Regions from separate parts of the Arachis hypogaea genome. Here region 1 is linked to region 2. Evidence: chromatin contacts called from public Hi-C data. All regions are on one chromosome and are shown on one strand. Each heading gives the region's core, a stretch centred on a gene start, on an enhancer-like site or on the middle of the called end of the contact. The rest is flanking DNA. Distances are from core to core; before and after follow the strand shown. Region 1 holds the start of LOC112720536 (transcription factor MYB44). Region 2 has its middle 8.7 kb from the start of LOC112720534.

Region 1 (2,700 bases), core at 181-2,680, 110 kb before region 2:
CGAAGCTCATTTTCCGAGTTGCTAATCTTTTCTATTATCCACTTCTTATTCACGAGTTGACTTTGCTAATCCCAACTCGATTTACCGAAACGTTCCTAAACCCACCAGCAGCCTGAAAACACATCCCATTGCGCTGTTCCATGTAACTCCTCACTTCTTTTCTTATCATTTCTTGCATCACCGCCATCAGCTCCGCGCTAAAATTAAACGGCGCTACCACTTGATGTTGTGGCGATGGCAATGGCAGCGGATCCGCTGCCGTTACAGCCGTTGAAGGCGCCGCCGAAGCCATCACCATCGCCGGAGAAAAGGCACGTGACATAGATTCCGTGACACGATTGGAGACTTCCACAGCAACGTCTACGCCAGGCAGAGACAGCGACAACGACGTCGGAGGGTCCTCTGAAGAGGACGCAGTTTCGATCGGAGGAACAACGGTCCTGGGCACGGGCCTCAGAACGTTAGACGGAGAGACAGCGCGAACGCTGCAATCACTCGCGTCGGATCCCGACGGGCTTCCCGGCGACGTCGGGCTCATGTGAAGTCCGGTGGATAGCGGCATCGTAGCACCTGCGCTCGCAGACCTCTTCGCGGGCCGTAGGTAGTAACCGCCGTCAAAGTCCGCCGGACCTGTTGCAGGCTCGTCGATCATCATGGATGAGCACTTGCGCTTGAGTGTTGAGTTCCAGTGATTCTTTACCGCGTTGTCGGTTCGACCAGACAGGAGTCGGGCTATTGTAGCCCACTTGTTACCGAACCGGGCATGGGCCCGGATTATCGTCTCATCCTCATCGGGCGTGAAGCCCCGGTGCTCAACCTGAGGTGAAAGTTGGTTACACCATCTTAGCCTGCAGGACTTCCCGGAGCGGCCCGGGATGTACTTGCTTATCAACGTCCAGTTCCTGGGTCCGTGCCTCTCCACCAGCCTCTGCAGGGCCTCATCTTCTTCCGGGCTCCACGGGCCTTTGATTCGATCCATTTCTCTTCTAGACATGGCCATAGTGCTTAGTTTCTTTTGTTTTGTTTTTCAGATTTAGAGGATCATGTGAAAGTGAAGATTTATATATGGAGAGAAGCAGAAGCGAAGTAGGTAGGGCGTTACGATGAGATTTTTGAAAGGGTTTTTTTTGTGGTGTTGCTGTTTTGAGTGTGTGAAGCGGTTGGTGTTTGATCGTGGTTTATATGTGGGAGGGATGGGGGGGTGAGGTAACCGGTTGAGGAGGTTAGGTTTTGAGGGGTTTCTGGGAGCGTTATGCTGAAATTGGTACCGCTTGTTCCTGGGGAGCGGTTGGCTTGGGATTTGGGATACAGCTGTAATTGGACACGCGTCAGTTTCAGCTGCTTCCGTTTGCACAAGTCATCCCTGCTCTGCTTTCTTCCTTTTTATCCTTTCGAATTCTCATTTTTAATTTAATTGAAAATCAACTGTTACGGTATGATTGTAGTATATTAGTTTTTTTTTTGAAACAAACGAAAGCTCAACACAAAACAGTGGAGCAAAAAGTCAGGAGTTACATAAAGAAATAACGAAGACAAGACCATAAAGCCTGGCATCACCTGCCTATTATCAACAACCACTAGGATTACTGTCAGCCCATTCTTTATAACTCAAAAGTGTTCTCTGTTGGATGAGGTCAACACCTGCTACCTTATTGTTGAAAATCCTGTCATTACGTTCCAACCAGATGTTCCAAATCACTGCAAAGAATCCAATCAACCCCCGCTTCTGCTCTTGTTTACTCGTGTGCAAGCCAGTCCAACTCTCAAACAGCCCTCTTATGGTACCCGGAATAGCCCACTTTCTACCAACTGACTGCAACCAACAGCACCACACTTTCCATGCTATATCACACATAAGAAATAGATGCTGGACAGATTCTATCTCCTTATTGCATAGCACACAAATATTATCACTGTGATGAATAACACCTAGCCTACTCAACCTGTCTTTGGTGTTAACTCTACCAACAAGTACAAACCAGCCAAAAAGCTCAATCCTCGAAGGCACCACTCCTTTCCACAATGTACTTGTGAAACTATAGCTTGTGATCGCTGCCGGCAGATTCTCCGATTGAAGTACCCGCATAAAGGAATTAGTAGAAAACACACCCTTACTATCAAACTTCCAGACCACATTATCCTCCATACCCTGTGACAGCTTTACTGGCCGTAACCTTTCATGCAGCTGATGGACAAGTTTCAGCTCCCATTGGAACAGCTCTCTTCTCCATTGAAAATTCCAGATCCACTCCAATCCATCCCAAAATCCACAATCCCCTACGACAACTCCTTGTTGGTTGGACACAGAGAAGAGTCTTGGAAACGCCACTTTCAGCGGCCCACCTTGCACCCAGTTATCCTCCCAAAACATGGTACTCCTTCCATTCCCTACTTCCATAGCCAGTCCAGTAACCAATTTATCCCTTAACCGCTGCTCCTGTATGTTTAACTGGCATATGTCCTTCCAAGGCCCGCCTTTCGCTGGTATCTTCTGATTTACCAGCATGACATCAGGCCTCAAGTTGTTACAAGAACAGACAATTTTCTTCCATAAGGGGCAATCCTCTTTTGAAAACCTCCACCACCACTTAAACAAGAGTGCTGTGTTCCGAAGCACTGCATCCCCAACCCCCAATCCTCCAGCCTTCTTTGGAGCTTGAACCAACTCCCACTTAACTAACGGGATACCATCCTTTCCAT
Region 2 (2,818 bases), core at 72-2,571:
TTACACTATTCATCATTTTTTTTTTACTTTTCCATTTAACCAAACAGAAAAATAATTATTTTTTTTCCTATTTTCTTCCTTCCATTTTTTTCTTAAACAAACACACCCTTAAGGACCTTCTTTTTACCATATTTATTCACTCTATTGTTGTTACTGCACATTTTCTTTTTCTTCTAAATTTAAAAATCAGATTTGAATCCGAAATTTTTATATTAAAGATAAAAAAATTATATTATTTAAATTATAATTTGTTGACTTATTACGGCATGTTTATGCTCTTTGTTTATTATAATTTTTATATAATTATGATATTATTAATAAGAATTTAGCTAATTTATATTATAAATATATATTTTAAAAGTATAATAATTTTTTTTTATTTTTTGATATATTTATTGCATTGTAAATATAACAAATGTTCTTTTCAATAATTTTTAATAAAATATTTTTTGTAATGTTTTTAAAATATACTTCTAGAACACATACACATGAACAAGACTTTATCAACCAGCCATTAAACTATTCGATTTGTTACATAATATTTCATAATCTAATTTAATAATGCAAAATAAGAAGTTAAGTTGTAAAACATGTTTTAACCAAAAAAGAGAATAGAAAATAGGGACAGATCATACTTAACTTAAATGATACTCAGTGGGTGTCAATACAAAATATAAAAATTTGAGGGTTTAAGAAAAGGCAATTATATATTTCTATAAAAATGTTTTTATATAAAAATAATATTATGAATTATTATATTATTTAATTAAATATACTAAATTAATTAATTTAATAATTCATATTATTATTTTTACATGAAGACGTCATCGTAAAAATAACCAACCTAAAAAATTAGTTCTTTAATCTTTACGTGTCAAAACAAATTCCCCAGGTTGATTGACGAAAAGTGATTACAGCGCGAACCAAAGAGTTTACTTGGTCACCTTTCTTACTAAAAAGGATCTCGCATTAGATCGTGCTTTAGGAAAAGAACAAGCTTTATTTTCTGTTTGTTAATGTCATAATTTTATTTATTTAGTTTTTAAATAGTAAGTTAAAATATATAAAACACAAGTAGTTCAAATTTCAAAGCATGAAAAAGAATAATGGCCTTCCCCCACGAGGAGGGGATATACATGTGCATATAATATTTTGTTAAAAACATTTAGTTATTGACTTTATTCCCTTTGATTGTTGTAATAATTGATGTTCCCAGCATAGGTTTGGTGAGATGTGACAGTGGATTAGTTTAACACCAATAGCGCATAGCAGTGCTAACATATATGCTAATGCAACGGAACAAACTGAACAGAACTTGATTAGTACTATAATTAATTAATTAATTAGTTCATTAAAGTGCATATTGCTGAGAGCATAGTAAGGTTCTGTTGATTGTTGAAGAAGCCGTGTTCTAATTTGAAACTGCAAGCACCAAACAGATTACTGCCACCAAAATAAAGGGCATTGATATCCTTCATGTTGAAACAAGACAATGCAAAGACGAGCGAGTCTGATTTTGTCCACCCACCCAATCTTTTCTAGTTTTCTTTGCTCTCATAAATCTCCATCTTTATCGCTTTTGTTTCTTTCTTTTCTTTTGTTTTCGTGTTCTTATCCAATTTTATTAAAAGTACATAGCAATATAATATTGTCATTTTCATTTTAATAATATATTTTTTATAAATAAACTCATATAAAATACAATGTAAAAATATCATGTATAATTATGTATAGAGTGATATTATCAAAAATAAAAATGATATTATAAAACCGTGACTTAAAAAGAGATGGAGGAGAGAGAAAAAACTGAACTAGAGAAGAGAACAAAAGCGATGGAGGACGAGGGAGCTAGCGGTGATGCAAAGAAAGGAGAGGAAGGAGGTGGCGATGGCGACAGTGTAGGAGATGGCGGCGGCCACTACTATCAATCTCAAAGGGAGATGTCGCCGGAGTAGCTCAGAATCGCTGCCATTATTGCCTTGCTTCACCATTCCTGCTCCTTTTCTATTCTGTTTCTATTCTGTGTTTGTTCCTACTTCTACCCCATTGTTCCCCTATTCATCGAAAATGTAGGTATGAAGCTCGTCGTTGAGGATGCTAGAGCCACTATGGTCACTACCTCCTTTCATGTTCTTCCTTATTCTGCCTGTACTATGGTGTTAGGAGGAGTTGTGTCACTGCCGCTGGTGTTTTTTGGATTGGTTGTGCTATTGTTGAAACACCTTCATCACTACCAAAATGTCATGCTTTTGATTGCGCCACTTTGATAGTAAAATTATTACAATAACTTATTTATATATATCTATATATAAAGTAAAATCTTTTTACATACAAATTTTAGTGACCTCTCTTTAAAAAGTGGTATGATTTTTTTTCTAATAAAAAATTACATAAATATATATAAATACATTCAAATCATCACAACATTTTTTATTTACAAGAATAGTTTATACAGGTTATATATATATGTATATAAAATTGTAACTTCTATCCCTCCTTTTAAAAGATAGAACAATAACAAAAAGCGAGAGAAACATCTAACAAAAAAAATCAAAATATGTAAGGTATTTGCTTATCCGAGCTCAAAGAGTCTTCTTTTTTTTATTTTCTGAAAAACATGAGAGCATAACGAGATGAGAATTAAAGGTCCTAAGTAGAGAAAGGAAATGCCATCAAAGTAATAGAAATAAGTACACATGGTCAATGCACGTTGCAGAAAAGTTTATCTTTATAAAAGCTTGTCATCTTTTTTTCATTATTTACTAATCATTATTACTTATTTATATACAATTGCCATGGTTCTAAAGACTGAACTGGA

What was found. A called contact is a pair of places that touch in the nucleus more often than the background predicts.
Region 1: a contact with region 2 is called in a Hi-C map of leaf, with 4 times the contacts expected there. The contact joins the promoter of LOC112720536 here to the enhancer-like site in region 2. A contact is called at or near these places in 2 of 8 Hi-C or Micro-C datasets (both in leaf).

What each region holds. Positions count from the first base shown.
Region 1 is chr11:22,146,063-22,148,762 of arahy.Tifrunner.gnm2.J5K5, reverse strand. LOC112720536 (transcription factor MYB44) reads right to left here and starts at 1,430. Exons shown (of 1, transcript XM_025771501.3): 1 at 1-1,430. The coding sequence starts at 1,000. The coding sequence ends at 50.
Region 2 is chr11:22,034,719-22,037,536 of arahy.Tifrunner.gnm2.J5K5, reverse strand. No RefSeq gene overlaps it. Among protein-coding and RNA genes, the nearest start is that of LOC112720534, 8.7 kb to the right of the region's middle. Within about 2 kb of position 1,321, at least 1 of the 3 cell types and tissues checked has open chromatin away from gene starts, as enhancers often do.